Regions from separate parts of the Mus musculus genome. Here regions 1, 2, 4, 5, 6 and 7 are each linked to region 3. A link is a contact called in public HiChIP or PLAC-seq and promoter capture Hi-C data. All regions are on one chromosome and are shown on one strand. The core of a region is the stretch at or near the end of the contact, and the rest is flanking DNA. Distances in the headings are between cores, read along the strand shown. Region 1 holds the start of Unc13d (unc-13 homolog D). Region 2 overlaps Sap30bp (SAP30 binding protein). Region 3 holds the start of Slc25a19 (solute carrier family 25 (mitochondrial thiamine pyrophosphate carrier), member 19). Region 4 holds the start of Itgb4 (integrin beta 4). Region 5 holds the start of Galk1 (galactokinase 1). Region 6 holds the start of Trim65 (tripartite motif-containing 65). Region 7 holds the start of Unk (unkempt family zinc finger).

Region 1 (2,720 bases), core at 31-2,530, 450 kb before region 3:
GACTCTCTGGCCACTCCTCACTGCTGCCCAGCCCCTTCAGCCTGGTGACCATTGTTCTTCATCTCTTGGGCTCCTAAGACCAGCCATGTGTCTCCCCAACAGGCCCTGCCAAACCCTGTTCACATTCCTTACCCCTGGTGTGCTCCTGGCTCTGGAAGGCCGCTGTCCCAGCAGACTGTCAGTCCAGTCACACTTACCCGGCCACCTTGTTCTTTGTGAGAGCTTCCAGGGATTTTGCTGGGCGCTTCCAGTGGCTGGCATCAGAGGTGAAGCCACTGTGTTACAGAGGAAGCCCCTCTGCCCCTATGCTACTGTTTCTGGGAATTATTCGCCTCCTCTCCTCTCCCCTTTACAGGGGGCTGCTCTGCAGGAGGGATAGAGAATGCATGTCTGTCCCGCCAGGCCCTTTGATCTGGGACTGAGGCCTTCCAACTATGTGACCTCTAACCTGCAGTCTGCCCCTCTGTAAGCTTCACGCCCCCTGGATGCACTAAGAATTGCTCTTGTTCGTTCCTGGTCCAGACACAAAATGAGGAGATGGTTATTTAAAGAGAATTCCTATTTATTTGACACAAAATGTCCAGTTAATATATTAATGTGAAATAAACCCTGTTTGCACCTTGATTTGTTTGCTACAACTGTGAAATAGTAAAAACGAAGTGACTGGAGGTTCTCTGACTCTTGTGTGGTGACCAGGGTGAGGTCTTCCGGAGGAGGGGCTGCGGGCTGCTGGGGGCGGGGCTAGAAGGCCGGTTTCCGTCTCAGTGCGAGTGGTTGGTTCTCAACCTTCCCACAGAGCCCCCACGCCCCTGCACCTGCCTGGGATGGTGTCTGTGCCACCCACTGCCAGCGGGGGCCAGGACGAGGCCTGTGTCCCATCTGCTCCTCCCGCTCCCCTCCTGAGCACAGGCGTGCCAGGACTTCTACGAGGGAGGGTCGCTGGGCTGGCTACCACAGTGTGTGCCTTCATGCCACCTTACCCAGGAAAGAAGACGGTGGAATATGGCAGTCCTTAAGCCGGACCTGCACCCCACTCACAGTGAGCCAGAGAGCTGTGGGAGATCCCAGATCAAAATGCTCCCACGCACAGAGACTGCTCCGAGGCCTCATCTCCTCTCCTCCCCATCTCTGGCTAACACAAAGTAGTTCTGTCCCTTGCCTGGAATGTCACCTGTGGGGTGGAGCAGGCTGAGCAATTGGCTGAGGAACGCCTCTTGCCTCTAGCCTCTCTGGAGCCACCGCCCTGAGCCTGCCCCACCCTGCCCCAGATCTGGGGCCCATTCAGAAAACCTTAGGGTGAGAACACCACAGGTCTCCGGTGGGCGGGTGGGTTCCCCGGTCCAGGCATAGTTGAAGCAGGCAGCGGCCTTAGCCTGGCCTTACCCGTTGCCAGGAGCTCTGGACTCTCCCCAGAGCCTCCGTGGGACGGTGGGTGGGGCTTGCCTGCCCACTGTGCCCACTTTCTCCTGGCTGAGGAAGATCTGGCGGGGATGAAGGCTGAAGGGTGTTGCTGGGAGCTTGGAGAAGGCCCCACCAAGGCAGTGACACCCTGACCCTTCCTTTCCTCCACCCTCCCCAGCAGAGTGTAGCCCGGGGGCCCTTTGCATCACCCTGCGGCTTCCTTGTTTCCACCCGGCCGCAGCCAGGGGGTGGCAGAGTGAAGGGCAGAGCCAACCACCATGGCGACACACCTTTCCCACCCCCAGCGGCGTCCACTCTTGCGCCAGGCCATCAAGATAAGGCGCCGCAGGGTCAGAGACCTGCAGGATCCACCACCCCAAGCCACCCAGGAGGTAGGAGTGACTGCAGGAAGGGGCAAGAGCCAGCCCGGGGGTGCTCAGTAGTAGTGGGGCTTGGATGTGGGAGGCAGGCCCCCACCCGCTTGCCCTCTACGGCCCTGGGGGTACTTGTGGGTGGGCAGAGGGGTCCACCAAGTATCCTCAGAGCCACGGTGGGTTTCTCCAGTCCCTTCTTTTTGGTGGGCTTGTACTCCAGGCCCACCCTGTTCCTATAGCTTTGAAGGTTCCAGCCCCACGAAACAGTTATCTCCAATGACAGTGGGCTACCTGGGGGTCCCCTCTGAGCTAGCAAAGACATGCCTGCCATCTCCCCCAACTCACCCACTTCTGCTGCTAGGCCTCACTTCCGCTGCTGGGGTGAGGAGCCGGTGGCCGTCTGATAAGCACTGCTGTTTCCTCTGGGGAAGGAGAGGGGGGCAGGTGCTAAACAGCCCACAGCTGGGCCTGAACACTCATGGACCTCAGGCATGGCGGGCCAGGGCATGGGCAAGATGGGCCAGGGGTCAGCCCTTCAGAGAGCCTTATGTTGGAACAGGTGAGGGACATGGTCGGCCCAGAGGCCGAGGTGCTGGGGTTCCACTGTCTTAGGCATGGCCCTTCCTGGCTGGCTGGAGAGGCCTCCAGGGACGCCGTGTCTTTCTACCTTGCTCCTAGGTCCAGGTTCAGTCCCACCATTTCTCCCCAGAGGAGGTAAGAGGAGATGTTGGGAGAGTGTGGGGGATGATGGAGGAGGCCCCTCAGCCCCCAGAGTCTGAGGATGCAGCAGCCTGGTAGAGAACACGCTGTGTCTCAACCTTCACTGGACATCTGCCACTTTGTCCCTTTTCCTGGGCCAGAGGTGTGGGTCTCAGGGAGGGCTTCTGGGTGATGATGGGACCCTGCTATGTCTCAGCGGGACCTGCTGTATGAGGAAGCCCTCTA
Region 2 (2,700 bases), core at 102-2,601, 330 kb before region 3:
CTCCGGCCACCCCAGGACCTCAGAGTCGGCTCTGGAGCACACAGACAATGGGCTGATTGTTGTAAGATTCTGTCATGCTCTTTGAAACATTCCTCATGAAAAGAACCATACAATGTGCAAACAGTGGCAGACAGCACAGGGTGGGGCAGGAGGAAGGCAAGCACCAAAAAGCCACCACCAATAGCATCTAGCCCAGCAGGGGGACCTACTGTGTGCCAGGCCCTTCTCTAAGCCTGTCCTAGGAACAGCTCTAGAGAGCTGAAGAGGGTCTGTGGGAAGGCTTAGGGTAGCATGGCAGGGGGCTGGGGGGAGGCGCAGGGTGGCATGGCGGGGGGGGGGGGCTGGGGGAGGCGCAGGGTGGCGGGGGTGGGGCTAGGGGAGGTGCAGGGTGGCATGGTGGGGGTCTGGGGGAAGGCGGAGGGTGGCATGGTCTTCCTGGTCTCTAGTCCAAGGCTGTTTTTTTTTTTTTCTTTTTAAGATTTTACTTTTTAAAAATTATAGGCATGTCTGTGTGTGGTACCCTAGGAGTCCAGAGAGGCATCAGATCCCTTGGAGGTGACATTTATCAGAGGTTGTAACCCCCAGACATGGGTCCTGTCTATGAGCAGAATGTGTTACCTGCTGAGCCTCCCCTACGGTCATGATTCTAAAATAATTCCAGGTCTTAAGAGATTAAAACAAAACAAAAGGGAAAAACAAACAAACAAAAAAGAAAAACTAGGTGTGTGTAGGGGGAAACCCCTCATTTAGGGCCCCAGGCTGGCCTAGAAGGGACTCTCCTGCTTCAGCCTTTCGATTGGCTGGGATTGCAAGTGTGCACTGTGCACCCAGCATGGGTTAATGTTTTCTTCTTAGCAGATAAGGTGCTTTGATCTCTGCATAGTTACCATCCCTGTGCTGAGTAAGACAAGGCCTTCAAGACCCTGGAGACTCTAATGACTTCCAGGACAGTTACTGTGGATCGGGCCTGTGCACACTATGAACACACTGAGGCCAGGGGTCAGGCCTGAGGCAGTCTTAAAGCATAAGTACAGCCTGGGCTTCGTAGATGTCAGTGGTTTTAACTAGACACACCCAGAGCACAGGCTGGGCGACAGATCAAAGGTCATGCTGTGGCCTGAGATGCAACTGCAGTCGAGAACAGTCCCCACAAGGGGGATAGGATACACACTTGCCGCTGCACCATGCCTTTCTGCCACCTCCCAACTGGCCCTCAGGCAGGGCACTACCCAGCTCTGGCAGGCAGTCAAGCCAAATCTTGGTTTCTTCCTTTTTCTTAGCCCTGGGGTAAGACGTTGGTCTAGGTCTGAGCTCAGTCTGCAGAGGCCAGCCCAGAGTGGAAGCGGGTGGAAAGAGCTGGCTAGGGCATTTTGTGAACATTCATAACAAAACCAAGGCTTGGCAGGCGCTGGGCCACAGAGGGTATATGTGCACGTGACACAGACAAAGAATGCCCTTTGCCATTTGCCAGGAAAGCTTTTTAGAAAAACAGGGTGTGCCACGGTTACTGTAGCAACCCCCCACCCTCTGGGACATAAGTGACAGAGAGTATGGAGGAGGAGGGAGCCTCATAAATTGGGGTAGAAACAAGAGTATTCCTGGGAAATAAGTGACAAGAAGGTGACATATGCTGGACAACAAAATAAAAGTATACTTCAGAGACTTGAGGACAGACTTGAGTGCCTCCTCCCTGAGTCCTAGAATGTGCCCAGTACAGAGAACAGCTGCTCTGCAGAGCGGCCAGAGCCCCTAACCATCTCAGGAAGTGTCAGCAGTGTGCCCGCAGACACTTGCCACAGTGCCTATGCCTTGGCTATGCTAGGGGTAGCTCCATTTACTATCCACAAAGCCTGTTGTCAGCATGAGTCACATCCTGCTAACGCCTCTGTCAGAAAACATCTGCAGTATCCATGGCCACCAGGTGGGAACCTAAGCAGAGTAGCTAGTTCCAGGGACTCAGACTACGGCAGGGGAACAGGGACAGAAAGCCCAGTGGGGCCGAGGACACTTGCAGAATACTTAACTGGCTGTAAGAAGGGGCTCCTGAGTGATTTGAAGACCCCTGGACTACACCCAATACTGTTCCAGGCCCGTGGGGCAGGCAGCTGTCAGGAGCTAGAGCACTGGAGAAGCCCGTGAGTTGGCTAGTCCTTTGAAAGCCATCCTGTTGAAGAGTTGACTTACCACCCACTCCTCAAAGAGAAGAGTACTCACCCTACGCAGGTGACAGTGCACTGTGCCCGCCACGAGAGGGCAAATAACAGACTATGTCGGCTACATCGAGAGGTCCTTTCGTCAAAACAGACAAATGTAAAGGAACACCTATTCTCAGCAGTGTGCGTGCAACCTCTAAGGAACCTGCTTAAGGGGAAAGCCAGGCAGGAAAGCAATGATCCACCAGGCGCTCAGCCTGGGGCAACTCTGCTCTCAAAGGGACACTTATCGGCAGGCTGCAACTCTGTCAAGCATCCTATCACGCAAGGAAGGCCTTCATAACACAATGACCCAGCCCAAGTGGTTGTCAATAAGCCTCATTTATATGAAACTGTTAAAATAGGGCTGAACTTCCATCAAGATCACATCTTGCCAGGCATGGAGGCGCACGCCTTTAATCCCAGCACTCGGGAGGCAGAGGCAGACGGATTTCTGAGTTCGAGGCCAGCCTGGTCTACAAAGTGAGTTCCAGGACAGCCAGGGCTA
Region 3 (2,700 bases), core at 44-2,543:
TCGGGAGGCAGAGGCAGGTGGATTTCTGAGTTCGAGGCCAGCCTGGTCAGAACTCAGAGTGAGTTCCAGGACAGCCAGGGCTGCACAGAGAAACCCTGTCTCGAAAAACCAAAAAAAAAAAATACAAAAAGGGGCTGGAGAGATGGCTCAACAAAAAGATGACGGCTTTTCCAAAGGTTCTGAGTTCAATTCCCACAACCACATGATAGTTCACAACCATCTGTAATGGGATCCGATGCCCTCTTCTGGTGTGTCTGAAGACAACTACAGTGCATTTATGTACATAAAATAAATAAATCTTTAAAAAAGATTAACTCTTTTTTTTTTTTTGGTTTTTTGAGACAGGGTTATATATATATATATGGTTATATATATATATGTATAGCCCTGGCTGTCCTGAAACTTACTTTGTAGATCAGGCTGGCCGCGAACTCAGAAATCCTCCTGCCTCTGCCTCCTGAGTGCTGGGATTAAAGGCGTGCGCCACCACGCCTGGCTAAGATTAACTCTTAAACTGTAACAAATAAACCACTGATTTAAAAACATGTAAGTAATGATACATTAAGAAGTTGCAGCAAATTACTTAGATCTCAGTTCAGATAAACTTTTTGTTTTAGAGGTCAGGGTCTCACGTAGCTTAGGCTGGCCTTGAACTCTGGGTTGATGTTGAACTACCGATCGTCCTTCCGGTGCTAAATTTCCTCCGGGGGTGTGTGTGTGTGTGTGTGTGTGTGTGTGTAGTTTCCTCCGGGTGTGTGTGTGTGTTTGTGTGTACAACTCCCTTAAAGGTTCTTATTCCTCCGTGTGTGTGTGTGTGTGTGTAGTTTCCTCCGGGTGTGTTTGTGTGTGTGTGTGTACAACTCCCTTAAAGGTTCTTATCCCAAAGAACCCATCTAACCCCGACCCGTGTGTGTGTGTGTGTGTGTGTGTGTGTGTGTGTGTGTGTGTGTGTGTGTGTACAACTCCCTTAAAGGTTCTTATCCCAAAGAACCCATCTAACCCCGACCCAACTCCAGTCCTTCAGGCTAATAATACCAGGCTTCCCGCCATCTTTTCCAAAGTTATATGACTTCTAAGACTACATTGATTTGGAAAATAAAAAATAAAAACTGGGTCAAGTTCAGCGAGCTCTAATATTCCATAGCCGCGCAGACTTCAGAGGATCGCGCCAATGAGAGGCCCTCTAGAAGGTCGTAAAAGCCAACTTCGCCATCCGCTCTTTTACGGCGTCGGAAATGCGCACGCAAGGCGCTGTGGTACTACACCTCCCAGGAGTCTCTGCAGCTTCTCAAGGGGGTGGGGCTTGGAAGCGGAAGACTACAGTACCTAGCGGTATCTGGACAGTGACATTGGGATGGGACCTTCGACGTACAACGATTCGTCCAGCGGCGGCCAAAAGCTGCACGGTGATTGGCCTAGCAGCCTGTCAGTTACTGGCAAGTGCTGTTAAGTTTTGCTGTTGGGCTACACTGAGAGGGAGGGAGAACTGAGCTTGAGGAGCCCGGACGGGCCTGAAGTGTCAGGTGAGTGGACCTCTGGCTTTGCTTTCTTCCCGGTACTCTCGGGGGCCGGTACCCCCACTCCGTGTGTCAGAACAGAGAAGGGCAGGTATCCACGTGGGGCGGGGACGGATGCTCACGAGGCACACCTGACCCCAGGAGCATCTTCAGAGACACGGAAGGCGAATCCCTCCCACCACCACTCACCATCGTAGGCGTTTGCACATGGGGTGTCCACTGCCCCGGACTCACGGAGACGCCCTCTCCACCCCACCCCATCCCCGGAAAGCCTGGACAGTGCACTCACGCGAGGCTGTCTGCAGAGCGCCTCAGCAGATCACATGGGCTCTCGGTTAGTCACCGAAGGACACCTGTCCACCCGACAGTGGAGTCTGAGGTAGAAAAGCTGCAGGGTGAAGAAACTCGCTTGCACCCCCATCACTGCCACTCAGGTCAGCAGCCGCCCTGTCTCAATCCTGCATTTATATTTATTTATATTATAAATCATTTTTTATCTGTTTAGATAGCAAGACTGTTAATGCACGAAGATTTTTGAATAAACAGGAGATTAATATTTCCCTTTATTTATTTTTGTTATTGGTTTGCGACCGTATAATCCTGGCTAGGCTCGAACTTGTTATGTTCTTAAGGGTGACCTTGAACTCTTGGTCCTCATGCCTCCCACCTCCCAAGTGCTGGAATTACAGACTACACTGCTGTGTTGGTTTTTGGAGACTGAACCCAGGGTACGTTAACAAATGTGATACTTTCCTCGCCTGGGTTGTAAAAATGTTTGTGTTTTTTAGTTTTCTTGAAGGCAAACACTTTTAAAGCTTTTTAGGTGTGTGTGACTTACTGGTTTTTATCACTTAACTTGATGAGCAGTTTGAGCCAGGCAGTCAGACGCCATCTCCTACTTCCCACAAGGGAAACCTGAGTTGGTATTTTATTTCATTTAAATGTCTTTTTACTTTTATTTTGCTGTAAATGAGTGTTTTCCCCGCATGCATGCCTGGGGCAGGAGAAAGAGTTTCGGATCCCCAGAGACTGGAATGACTGCTGTGAGCCTTCTTATGGGTACTAGGTCCTCAGTAAGAGCAGCAGCCAGAGCCTGCGGGTGGGGGCACATGCCTAGAATCCTAGCACTGAGGTAACAACCCAGAGTGGGGGGGTCCTCTAAGTTCAAGGCCAGTCTGGTCTA
Region 4 (2,700 bases), core at 61-2,560, 350 kb before region 3:
GACAGGACAGCAGTTCTTGAAGCTGTAACAGCCCCTTGCCTACCCTGTCAGCTATTGGAAGTCAGAGTTAAGGAGTCAAACGCTCATTTTCTGCTGTCCATTCTCTCAGCCCCCAGGAGACTCGATTTTCACTTTTAGTGAGGGTAGAAACAAACGTGCCATCTGGGTTGAACCTATGCTCAGGGTGTGGCAAGTCTGTCAGGAAGAAGGAAGAGGTCTGCCCCTACCCTTGGGAGCCACCTGGAGTCCCGGGCCACAGTGACAGCCAGAAGGCTCCTCCAAGGATCGTGGGAAAGAGTGTATGGCGGGGCCAAGTGCTCGCGGGACTGCTGGATGAGATTCTGAAAGGTCCCCCAAACAAAGGTGCCTGGAGCGGGCTTTGGGAAGAGAGCAGGCTGCGGGCCAGCCAAGAGGAAAATCAGGGACTCCCCACGCCTGACATGCACCCGGGTCACCACACAGCAGGTCCTGTCAAGCCGGACAAGAAGGGGGCTTGCTGCAAGGTAGTTAAGTTGTTCCTCTACTGTCTTCAGATTCAGGGGAGGTAGCACTCAGAGGGCTGGTGAGCCCCCAGCCTCTACCCACTCCTATTACCCACCTACCCAGTGTCCTTTTCTAGCAGGGGTATCTGATGTTCACCATTCTTTCCCTAGATCCCAACTACCCCGCTCCCAGCTGTCCCCTTCCCACATCCTGGCAGGGTTGGCACCTGTCCTGGCAGCATGGGCAGAGGGAGCCAGGGCCTGCCAATCTTCAGGGAAGGGAAGGGAAACAAAAGCCCCGGGCGGGAGTGGGTATTCACTTTCCTCTCCAGCCCTGTTGTCCCGGGGCACCGGGGCGGGCGGTGTGCCCTCGGATCTGCAGCGGGACCTGCACCTACCTTAGTGAGACTACCTCGGACTTGGGCTGCGTTGGGTCGAGCTGAGCGCGCGGGCGAGCCCGGCGGGACAGCAGGGCGGGCGGCGGCGGGCGGGAGCCAGCAGCGCTTTATGGACGGGCGGCGCAGGTAGGAAGGAGGCGCTGGTGAGTCAGGCGGACTGCATTCCTGCGCGCTGCGCGCACCTGTCGGGGCAGGAGCTGGGGTGTCGCCGCAGCCGCCAGGCCCGCCCCCCGGAAAGGGCTGCGGCTCAACCGGCGCCGGCCCCGAGCCCCGAGCCGCCGCGGAGGGGGCTGGAGGAGGAGCCACTCTTCCCTGCAGCACAGACCGGGGCTCCGTCTTCCCCACCCGTCCAGGCTCCCAGATCGGGTCCCCGGGCCGCTCCGGGTCGCGGGTCCGCTTCTTAATACAGTGAGCCCAGCTGGGTCAGTCCCGCTGCCTCGACGGTCATCGGGTCGTGCACCACCCTCTCCGTGTCAGCGCGAGGATAGGTCGTGCCCCAAACTGGTAGGGAGACTTAGCACTCTTGGACTGCTGGCCACTGGGTTCTCTCTGCCTCTACTAGAGGAACCGATAGGCAAGGACTGGGGCCTCTAGGTTTCTTCGGATACTCAAATCTCCTTAAAATGTAATTGTAGCCATCAAGAGGCCACGTGACCTAGTGTGGAGTAGCACTCATGGATTGTTACAGTGTTGGTGACAAGCTGATTCACAAATCTTACTCTTGCGGCAGGCTCTCGAGTGCCTTCAGGCCCCGTTTCTGTTTAATAATGAGTCCGTTGAGGCGCTGCAAGAACCCAACTCTAGTCTCACCAGGTTAGCTAATGCTCACCGCTGGCACTGGACCTCCTCAACCCGTGGGGGCTTCAAGCTCGCCAAGTGTCAGAGCCAGAGTATGCAGTCTGAAACTCAGCCAGATTTATCCTTATATTTGAAGACCCTGAACTAATGTTACAAGATCTTTAGTTTTCTTCGGCTTTGCCACATCCTCTGTTGGTTTCTAAGTCTGGTCGGAGAATATGGCCTTTTCCCACTGTGTAGTCCAGGCTAGTCTTGAACTTGGGGTAATTCTTCTGCCCCTGCCTTGCAAGTGCTGGGATTACAGGCATCCATCACCACACCTGTCCTTTTATTATCTTCCTTTTGATTCGGTGCTTGGTATGGAACATAGGTCTTCATGCGTATCAGCCATGTACTCTACCACTAAACTAGACCTCCAGACCAGAGTATGGCTTCTTTATGGCATTTGCTATACTGGTTTGAAATGATCATCCCACTGGACTGTGGACTCGGAGAACCCATGTTTTCTGCCCCAACCTGGGGTAATCCAAGTTAGGAGAGGTGGAGAGGCCTATGCCCAGGTCTGGGCTAGAGAGAAGGGAGGTTTTTGTTTTTTTGGTTTTTTTTTTGTTTTTTGGTTTTTTTTTCACCAGCCCAGCCCCAGCCCTGGTGCCTGGTACATAGAGGAGTTAAAAAAAAAAAAAAAAAAAAGTGTGATTGGGTAAGATGTCTTAATGGGTCAAGGTGCCTGCTGACAAACTTCATGACTTGAGTTTGATTCCTGGTGGGACTCATTGTCACAAGGTCTCTGTGGTGTGTACATCCATCCCACCCTCTCACATAAACAAATGAGTAAAACGAGTCTGTTGGGGCACTGCTGTTGTGTAGCAGGCCTTTCATCCAAGCACTCAGGAGGCAGAGGCAGGTGGATCTCTGTGAGTTCAAGGTCAGCCTGGTCTACATGGAGAGCTTCAGGCCAGCCAGGGCTATATAGATTTTGCTTCAAACATAATACAAATAAAAATGATTTTTAATAGCCCTGT
Region 5 (2,700 bases), core at 127-2,626, 380 kb before region 3:
CTGGAACTCACTCTGTAGACCAGGCTGGCCTCTGAACTCAGACATCTTCCTGCCTCTTCCTCCCAAGTGCTGGGATTAAAAAGCTGTGTGCCACCGTGCCTGGCTCACATACTGCTTTCTTTTCTTATTTTCTTTCTTTTTTTTTTTTTTTAGAAGATCACACCTTCTTTTTTTGTTGTTTTGTTTTTTTTAAAGATTTATTTATTATATGTAAGTACACTGTAGCTGTCTTCAGACACTTCAGAAGAGGAAGTCAGATCTAATTACGGATGGTTGTGAGCCACCATGTGGTTGCTGGGATTTGAACTCAGGACCTTTGGAAAAGCAGTCAGTGCTCTTAACCACTGAGCCATCTCTCCAGCCCCACATACTGCTTTCTTGATTTACATGTCTTTTGTTAACAAAACCTGTTTATTTGTTTTCTAGACAGAATCTTAGCCCAGACTGGTTTCAGACTGCCGCTCCTCCGGCCTGAGTCTCCCATGTGCTGAGATGGACTACTATGCCTGGCTTGGAAATTATTTAATTTTTGAATAAGATAGTACATTTATTTGTGTGTTTCTTTTGAATGCATGTGCTCTCTACCACTGAGCTACACCCCCTACCGTTCTCCACTCTTACTGTCTTACATTTTAGTCCTTCTGTTAGAAGGTTTCACACAAGGTGACCAGGAATAGCTAGGAATCCAGGCAAAGATTTGGGCCAGCATGAAGGCTTTAGATGGTCATGTCTCTGAGACCAAGGCTCTTGTGGAGGAAGCAACTGCTAGGGGCCAACAACATTAGCCATCTTTGCAGTAGCCTTTGCGTCATCGAGGAGTGCCTGAGCTTGCTTCCTGCCGGCCACTGGATGAGATGAACTTCAGTCCTCCATCGCCAGGAGCCAGAGAAGGAGCCTGTAAAAGGCTTCGAACCTTGGCTCTCCTTGTTTATCCCTAGACTGTGTACCACATCATCCTGTTAGAGACATGACCGACCAGGGGCTGACGACTTAGCATAACTTCGCTAGATCCTCTGGGACACTCAGCTGTTCCTGTTGCCAGCTCGTGTTGGTGTTGCCCTGGCTGTGTGAGGGATGATGATGATGGGGATGGGAGCGCATTAAGAGGCTCCAGGTTCAGGGATGGATGGGAAGTTCAGATCTCCATTTGTGTTAACTGCTACTCAAGTGGGAGCCCCAAACTCCTGCTAGGACATCACCGAAGATACAAGTTGCAACCGAGTCTCTTCCTCCAGCTGTCAGCTGCCGCGTTGGCTTGCGCTGGAGAGCTAAGTTTGGACCCCGCTCTGCAGGTGGGATGGGCGGGGCCGTCGTAGCGGGGGCGGGGTCCCGCGAAGGACAGGAATGTAAGTCCGCGCCACGTGGCTCCGCCCCCAGCATCCCGCGGGGCGGTGCGCCCAGCTGCAGACGAGCGTCATGGCTGCTTGGAGACCGCCCCGGGTCGAGGAGCTGCTGGCCGAGGCCCGCCGGGCCTTCATGGAGGAGTTTGGAGCCGAGCCGGAGCTGGCAGTGTCGGCGCCGGGCCGCGTCAACCTCATCGGGGAGCACACGGACTACAACCAGGGCCTGGTGCTGCCCATGGTGAGGGGCCGCATTGGGGACCCTTCCTTGTGTGTGCTGGCCCGGCCTGCGGTAGGGAAGGGCTGGCATAGGGGGCACGGGAGGGCGGGTACCCTCCGGGTGGAAGGCGGAGTGAAGCGGTCTAGCAGACGTGAGAGACCCCGGGACGTGCAGTTGTCCACGTGCGAAGACAGGAAGCCAGAGCTGGGGGGAGGGGGGCTGTGCGGTTTGTCTTCTCGAGCCCGCCTTCTGGGGGCATCGCCCACAACTTGGAAGTATGAACCTCTTAAAAATGTGAGGACCAAGGAAGCAATATAAGAGAGTATTAGGCATGGTGGCGCATTCCTAATAGTCCAGTACTGGGGAAGCTCAGGCATGAGAATTGCCACGAGTTCAAGATCAGCCTGAACTACAAAGTGAGTTCCAGGACAGCTTGGGCTGTAAGATTCTTAAAACAAGGAAAAAGAAAAAAAAGGAGGTTATTTAGCCCTCTGACTTTGATTGGGCCCACAGCACCGACCTAGACCTATGCAAAGGTAGACCTGTGTAAATGTAGCTTCCCCCCCCCCCCCCCCCGGCCCATCCCCTTGAATTTACAGAGAAAACAGTAGATCCACAGAGCACTAATGACTCCCTCAAAGTTACACATTCGGTTCTTGGACTCTCAGCCTGGGTCTCTCAGCGCATAAGTAGTTCCTGAACAAGGGATTACCGCGTGCAGAGCTGGGTCCAGGTGGGAGGAAGTCTGGAGCCCCTCTGGGCCTGTTTTTGCATAAGATCACTATCTGTCCCCTTTGGCCCACAGTTGGACGCTAGCTAGGGCAGAGTCCAGGTTCACATTCCTATCACCACTGGCCCCGCCCCTGAAGACCCACAAGGCTGTGCTCTGAGCCCCCAAGGCTAACGCTTAATTGAAGCGCTTTCTCCCATCTCCTTCAAGCTAAGCCTATTCCCTTCACGGCCCTGTGTGTCCCAGACGACAGAACCTTGGGGTTTGGATCCTGGTTGCTTCAGTCACCCTGGGGCTGTTCTAGAACTTCAAGTGACATGAGTTTTCTATTTGCAATGGGATATTCCACCCACATATACTTTTATTAATCCCAGCATTCTGAAGTAGAGGCAGGTGGGCCTCTTAGTTAG
Region 6 (2,700 bases), core at 166-2,665, 500 kb before region 3:
AGAGGACCTTCCGCACTTTTGATTTCTACAAGAGACACCAGGAAGCCATGACTCCAGCCGGTCTGGCTTTTTTCCAGTGCCGCTGGGATGACTCTGTCACCCACACCTTCCACCAGCTTCTAGGTAAGGGCTTAGTGGTCAGGCAGGCCTGGGGATAAAGACCTTTCCTGCCATGCCAGGAGATGGCCTTTGAAAGCCAGGGTGAGCCGGGCGGTGGTGGCGCATGCCTTTAATCCCAGCACTCGGGAGGCAGAGGCAGGCGGATTTCTGAGTTCCAGGACAGCCAGGGATACACAGAGAAACCCTGTCTCGAAAAACCCAAAAAAGTCCCTGGCAGAACTCCAGCCTCACAGGCAAGGAAGGAGGCCCAGGTCAGCAGAAGTCCACCACTCTCCCCTTACTTTTCTTGCAGACATGCGGGAACCTGTGTTTGAATTTGTACGGCCACCCCCTTACCACCCCAAACAGAAGCGCTTCCCCCACGAGCAGCCCCTACGCTATCTGGACCGATACAGGGACAGTCATGAGCCCACCTATGGAATCTACTGAGAGACTCAGTACATTCATCTCCGAGGGGGAACTGTCGCAGCAGCTGGAAGGTCACACCTCCGGAGAGAGCCATCTGAAGCCAACTGAGACAGTCCCATGCTGGCCTCTCCCAGGACACCCAGGGGCTTGTGGATGTGCCTCGATTCTATGTGAATAAAATACTTTTTTCCTGATGCCAATATGTCTTCACTTTCGGGCACCCAGACCCTTTTAGTGAAGCTTTAGTGCTCTGTGGGTGAGCAGAAGGTGCCCAGCAGCCCGGTAGCTGGGGGTACACATGAAAAGTGAACCTTTGCCCAGCCTGTGATCTTTGTGAAAGACAGCCCCGGGATCAGAACCTCCTCGAGGAGAAAGTCCTGCCCCTGTCAGACCTAGCAACAGATTGCTTGTTACCTTAGCATATTTCAGCCCCCACCAAGGCCTGGAGCCCCCACTGTGAGGCTAGAGGCCTAGAAACAAATCAGTTCTGCCTACTCCATTAGGAGTGATCTCTGATTCATACTGCCTTTGGGGACCCTGGAACTCCCATCTGCTCTGCTCAGCTGTAGAGGAGATGACAGTAGCCTGTCTTAGGGTTTTACTGCTGTGAACAGACACCATGCCCTGGGCCTTTAATCCCAGCACTCAGGAGGCAGAGACAGACGGATTTCTGAGTTCGAGGCCAGCCTGGTCTACAAAGTGAGTTCCAGGACAGCCAGGGCTACACAGAGAAACCCTGTCTCGAAACCCTCCCACCCACTCCTCCCCCCCAAAAAAGAGTCTAGGGAAGGAACACAAATAGTCAGGGTGGACCGGAGGGAGCCGCGCCCCAGCTCCCAGTGCGTCAGAAGGCGGGCAAGCAAGGGTGACTTGGATCCCTGCCAAGGAACGTTCTAGTGCACCAGGCTGCGCACTGCCGCGACTTCCTGGACTGTCTTCCCCAACGTAGTGCTCGCACTGGTAGCCTCGGCCCCTTTAAGAGATCTGAGCACTGGGCCTCGCTTCCGCCATGGCCGCTCAGTTGCTGGAGGAGGACGTGGTGACTTGCTCCATCTGCTTAGGTCGCTACCGGGACCCGGTGACGCTGCCCTGCGGGCACAGCTTCTGCGGGAACTGCATCCAGGATTCATGGCGTTCCTGCGAAAAGTCGTGTCCGGAATGTCGCCAGCCCTTCCCCGAGGGCGCCAAGCTGTCCCGCAACGTGAAGATGAGCACCTTGCTGCAGGCGCTGCCCGTTCTGCCGGCGCCGCCCGCCGTGACTCCGCGCCGGGACTCCGCCACAAGCCACAGCGCTCGCTGCCTGCGCCACGGGAGGCCGCTCGAGTTCTTCTGTCGCACGGAGGGCCTCTGCGTGTGCAGCGCGTGCACGGTGCACGACTGCAGCCACCACGAGCGGGCGCTGCTGGACGTGGAGCGCCGCGTGCGCGAGGTGCGGGAAGGGCCTCTCCGAGGGCCGAAACTGCTTGTGGCCAGGGCCAGGGGCTGCAGCAGGATCTGCGGGTTCCCATATGAACCCAGAGGGCACGTGCACCTGACTGCTGCACGCAGCTCTCCCCAGGTCCTCTGAATAAAGTAGAGCCAGAGTGTTAGGTCAGGGCTGGCAGCCCCATTCGCTAAGGTGGCCAGCATTCAGTAAGTGTGATTTCTGCCCTTCAGAGACTGAAGGATCTACTCAAGGGTCAGATAGAGTCTCAGCAAAACGTGAATGTAGAGTCAGCAGGGCCAGTCTGCATGGTGGTCGTGACTCTTCCTCTAGGGATGTGCAGTGCCTTTCCAAGCTGAGACAGGGTGATGATGTCATCAGATTTCTGCTTTCTGGAGTCTGAGCCCCAGCTGGGGTGTGGAGGGGGTAAGAGATGAGGGGTAAGAGGAAGGAGGTCTCAGCTGCAAAACAAAAGAAATGAGAAGTGAGTGGGAGCCCGGTGCCCAGTGGAGAGAGTAAGACGCAGGACAAGGGTTTCTTCGGGAGACCGGGCTGCTGTGTGCTGAGGTTGGGTAGAGAGTAGCTGGTTTGGGATATGCAGTGTGTGGGGTACACAGACAGGGGTGGGGGCACAGACATCTACTGAGAGCTGGGAAGAGATGCGGACAGTGAAGTGAAAGAAGTCGCTATGGTATCCCTAGAAGGAGTGGAAATTTGTTGGGCAGGGGATTACATCCTGACAAAGCTGT
Region 7 (2,700 bases), core at 21-2,520, 400 kb before region 3:
AATGGCAAGGTTGCAGAGTGAGAGAGAACTCCAGTAAGAAAGGACCAACTGATGACCACCATACTTGAAAGGCTAACCTGAGTTACAGTCAAGTTTGGATGACGTCAGCCAACACTAGTCATTTGAAGAAACCAATACATTTTCTATAACCAATGTTCCCCTGTCCCAACTCCCAAAAGTGTTGAACCAGAGCTGCTTCTGCCTGACTTTAGTTCGGATGCTGCCAGCTCCTGGCTGGACGCTGGAGTGTTGTTCAATCTCTCGGGTTCTGACATTTCCACAGGTTGGGATCTCCTAAACTGGCCCATCACTCAGGCACCCAGTAGGGACACTCCTGGCACACAGCAGGGAACGGAAACCAACAGGGCTTTACAAGAGGAACTACAGCATTGGCCTTTGTCTCACAGAACCTAGGCCTACTGTGACATGACAGCAAGGAAGGCAGGGACCTAAGCTTGTACACATGCAGTTTTTACATTGTGGCAATCTCATTTAGGCCAGTTACGATGAGGCTCCCTTGCCTGCCCGATGCTGAAGGGGTCTGCAACCATTAACACCCCGGATGTCGCTGACTCAAGCTAGACAGTACAGCCTGCACGGAGTGAGCCCATTTCTGCACGTTTGACTGTTTAAGGGAATTCAAGCATGGGTGATCCTCGTGGACAATCTAACAGGCCTTAAAGATACAAAAGGCCTCCGGTGCACAGAGTCTCCTCCCGAGACTTCAAGCAAACAGTCATTTCTAGACAGGTCTCGTGCTGGTTGGTACAGACTTCCACTTGTCATGTCGTGGACTTGTCGGGTTTTATGTCTGAGACCGTCAGGCCTCTGAGGCCTGGCCTGAGAAGTGTGGATTCGGGACCCGCGCTCCTGCCTTTCCGACTCGGAGGCTGGGACCGAGTTTCCCGCCCCACTGCCCGACCAGAGGTTGGTGACAGTTGAAGTAAGCTGGGACCGGTCCCAGCAGGTTGGAACCGGTCTGGGCCGAGCCGGAGGAAGGGGGGGGGGGACAGCCTCGCGCTCTCCCTGCGCGCGTGACTCACGCTGGCCGCTGACGTCAGGCGTGCGCGCGCGGCGGGGGGGGCTCTACGTACGTGTAGTGCTGCGGTTTCTCGGGCTGTGCCTGCAGCACCTGAGCGGTAGCGGCCGGGGGCGCCGAGGAAGCTGCCGAGCCGCCGGGCCCGGGGCCCTTCGACATGGTCCTGTCTTCCTGCCTCTTCGCCGCTCCCCTTTTATTATTCAGTCTGCGCGGTCCGCGCCGAAGACCCACAGCGCCTGCGCCGCGCCACGAGAACGTGAAGACCCCCCGCACAGCAGCAAAGGTTGCTGGGAGTTGTGGTCCTCCTTTCCGGTGAAATTTTACCGTTGGCACAGTGTCGCTGCTAAAGTGCAAGACCACAATACCCAGAGATCTTTGCGGACGGTGTCCCGGATGCTGAGGATCCGCAATGCCTTGTGGTAATTGTAGTCTAGTCACTCTTAACTATTACCTGAGCATTGTCAGTGTGGTCGGAGGTGAACTCTACCTTTAAACTGGATCCTCCGGAGAGCAAGGAACCAGTTAGGGAGGCCTGAAACAACTCCACGGAGAATGTTCCAAATGCAGTGCAGTAATTGCCTTGCCTCCCTACCAGTACAGTTGGCGCACCGTTTCTAAAGTCAGTCTAGAGCATTGCCTCGGAGCCAGCAAGCTAGTCAGCCAATATTTTCATAATATAGTAACCTGTAAATCACCAGAGAAAGTATGCAGGCTAGCAGACAGTTTGAAGAAGCTTTTTATTGTTGTTGCTTTGTTTTGTTTTTAAAAATTACAATACACCATATTGTTCCTGGGCATCATTAACATTTATCAACCCTGAAACCTGGAACCCCTCCACTTGGGCTCCTTCTGAACTCAGTGGTTGGCCCAAATACCTTGTTTCCAGTAGGTTAAGGTCCAAGGGAGAACCTAATCTCTATCTAGAGTAGTCTCTTAGGCACTTTGGTAAATTGTTGAGAAGTATAGTGATAGACTACATGAGAAGGGCCAGGGGCTGAGGAAAAAAAAATGTTCTAGTCCATTCTAGTTCCCTTTTCTGGAAAAAAACCTTTCTGTTCCGGGGAAATGCAAGGCAATTGCCTCACATTTAGGAATATGGTTTTATGAAATGACTTTCTACAGGCTGGATATAGGGGTACATCCTGAGGGAGGAAAGTCACAAGTTCCAGGCCAAGCTAGGCTATGTACTAAAACCCTATCTCAAAAACCAACACGGTGGCATGTATCTCGGTCCCAGCACTCAGGAAGCAACGGAAGGTGGATCTCTGAATTCAAAGCCTGGTGGCATCCGTTGGTAGTTCTAGGTCAGCCAGAGCTGTCAGTCTGTCTAAAAACCCGAACAAGAACAACCAAACAACAACAGGTTGGAGATGAGTAGGGGTAAAGGTGCTTGCTTCCCTAGGCTGCAAACCCAAGTGGGATCTCTGGGACTGATGTACAGGTGGTAGGAGAGAACCCACTCCACGAATAATAATAAAATAATAAAAATGTCCATCATAGATATGTAATACTTCCCATTTGACCTTGTTTTCTATGTTCAATCTATATCAAATTCTTTTTTATTTTTGGTTTGTGAGTACATGTTTGTGGTTTTGAGGCAGGATCTTACTTATGTAGCCCCAGCAGGCTTGAAACTTGATATGTAGATCAGGCTAGACTTG

Evidence for each region. Promoter capture Hi-C pulls out the DNA fragments that hold promoters and counts their contacts. HiChIP or PLAC-seq counts read pairs in DNA pulled down with a chosen protein or histone mark. Capture Hi-C pulls out chosen DNA fragments and counts their contacts.
Region 1: a contact with region 3 is called in an HNF4G HiChIP or PLAC-seq map of pancreatic cancer cells. The contact joins the promoter of Unc13d here to the promoter of Slc25a19 in region 3. A contact is called at or near these places in 1 of 39 promoter capture datasets (liver), 1 of 484 Hi-C or Micro-C datasets (embryonic stem cells), 1 of 115 datasets of contacts at active chromatin or transcription factors (pancreatic cancer cells) and 1 of 9 other capture datasets (pancreatic islet).
Region 2: a contact with region 3 is called in a FOXA1 HiChIP or PLAC-seq map of pancreatic cancer cells. The contact joins the enhancer-like site here to the promoter of Slc25a19 in region 3. A contact is called at or near these places in 2 of 39 promoter capture datasets (both in liver), 2 of 115 datasets of contacts at active chromatin or transcription factors (pancreatic cancer cells and stem cell-derived neural progenitor cells) and 1 of 9 other capture datasets (embryonic stem cells).
Region 4: a promoter capture Hi-C map of pancreatic islet shows a contact between it and region 3. The contact joins the promoter of Itgb4 here to the promoter of Slc25a19 in region 3. A contact is called at or near these places in 4 of 39 promoter capture datasets (embryonic stem cells, hippocampal neurons and liver), 2 of 115 datasets of contacts at active chromatin or transcription factors (embryonic forebrain and pancreatic cancer cells) and 2 of 9 other capture datasets (embryonic stem cells and pancreatic islet).
Region 5: a promoter capture Hi-C map of second pharyngeal arch cranial neural crest shows a contact between it and region 3. The contact joins the promoter of Galk1 here to the promoter of Slc25a19 in region 3. A contact is called at or near these places in 11 of 39 promoter capture datasets (cranial neural crest, embryonic stem cells, erythroid cells and 7 more), 5 of 484 Hi-C or Micro-C datasets (B cells, the HL-1 cell line, embryonic stem cells and 1 more), 6 of 115 datasets of contacts at active chromatin or transcription factors (bone marrow-derived macrophages, craniofacial prominence, effector CD8 T cells and 3 more) and 2 of 9 other capture datasets (liver and pancreatic islet).
Region 6: a FOXA1 HiChIP or PLAC-seq map of pancreatic cancer cells shows a contact between it and region 3. The contact joins the promoter of Trim65 here to the promoter of Slc25a19 in region 3. A contact is called at or near these places in 2 of 39 promoter capture datasets (liver and pre-B cells), 2 of 484 Hi-C or Micro-C datasets (embryonic stem cells and muscle stem cells) and 2 of 115 datasets of contacts at active chromatin or transcription factors (microglia and pancreatic cancer cells).
Region 7: a promoter capture Hi-C map of liver shows a contact between it and region 3, with 2.4 times the contacts expected there. The contact joins the promoter of Unk here to the promoter of Slc25a19 in region 3. A contact is called at or near these places in 7 of 39 promoter capture datasets (cranial neural crest, erythroid cells, hippocampal neurons and 3 more), 5 of 484 Hi-C or Micro-C datasets (B cells, CD4 T cells, embryonic stem cells and 1 more), 5 of 115 datasets of contacts at active chromatin or transcription factors (astrocytes, effector CD8 T cells, embryonic stem cells and 2 more) and 2 of 9 other capture datasets (adipose tissue and embryonic stem cells).

What each region holds. Positions count from the first base shown.
Region 1 is chr11:116,076,521-116,079,240 of GRCm38.p6, reverse strand. Unc13d (unc-13 homolog D) reads left to right here and starts at 1,280. Exons shown (of 33, transcript NM_001009573.2): 1 at 1,280-1,296; 2 at 1,580-1,793; 3 at 2,454-2,489; 4 at 2,692-2,720. The coding sequence starts at 1,680. It overlaps Wbp2 (WW domain binding protein 2), which reads left to right. Exons shown (of 8, transcript NM_016852.3): 8 at 1-670.
Region 2 is chr11:115,954,037-115,956,736 of GRCm38.p6, reverse strand. The region is part of intron 4 of Sap30bp (SAP30 binding protein); the gene reads right to left. Among named protein-coding and RNA genes, the nearest start is that of Gm39474, 13 kb to the right of the region's middle. Within about 2 kb of position 1,351, at least 176 of the 459 cell types and tissues checked have an H3K27ac peak or open chromatin away from gene starts, as enhancers often do. A contact at or near this core is called in embryonic stem cells, pancreatic cancer cells and stem cell-derived neural progenitor cells, where this site is marked.
Region 3 is chr11:115,626,888-115,629,587 of GRCm38.p6, reverse strand. Slc25a19 (solute carrier family 25 (mitochondrial thiamine pyrophosphate carrier), member 19) reads left to right here and starts at 1,293. Exons shown (of 7, transcript NM_026071.3): 1 at 1,293-1,523.
Region 4 is chr11:115,973,335-115,976,034 of GRCm38.p6, reverse strand. Itgb4 (integrin beta 4) reads right to left here and starts at 1,310. Exons shown (of 40, transcript NM_001005608.2): 1 at 881-1,310.
Region 5 is chr11:116,011,395-116,014,094 of GRCm38.p6, reverse strand. Galk1 (galactokinase 1) reads left to right here and starts at 1,376. Exons shown (of 8, transcript NM_016905.2): 1 at 1,376-1,581. The coding sequence starts at 1,417.
Region 6 is chr11:116,129,843-116,132,542 of GRCm38.p6, reverse strand. It overlaps Trim65 (tripartite motif-containing 65), which reads left to right and starts at 1,415. Exons shown (of 6, transcript NM_178802.4): 1 at 1,415-1,957. The coding sequence starts at 1,538. It overlaps Mrpl38 (mitochondrial ribosomal protein L38), which reads left to right. Exons shown (of 9, transcript NM_024177.3): 8 at 1-123; 9 at 413-726. The coding sequence ends at 549.
Region 7 is chr11:116,028,886-116,031,585 of GRCm38.p6, reverse strand. It overlaps Unk (unkempt family zinc finger), which reads right to left and starts at 1,270. Exons shown (of 16, transcript NM_172569.4): 1 at 1,095-1,270. The coding sequence starts at 1,198.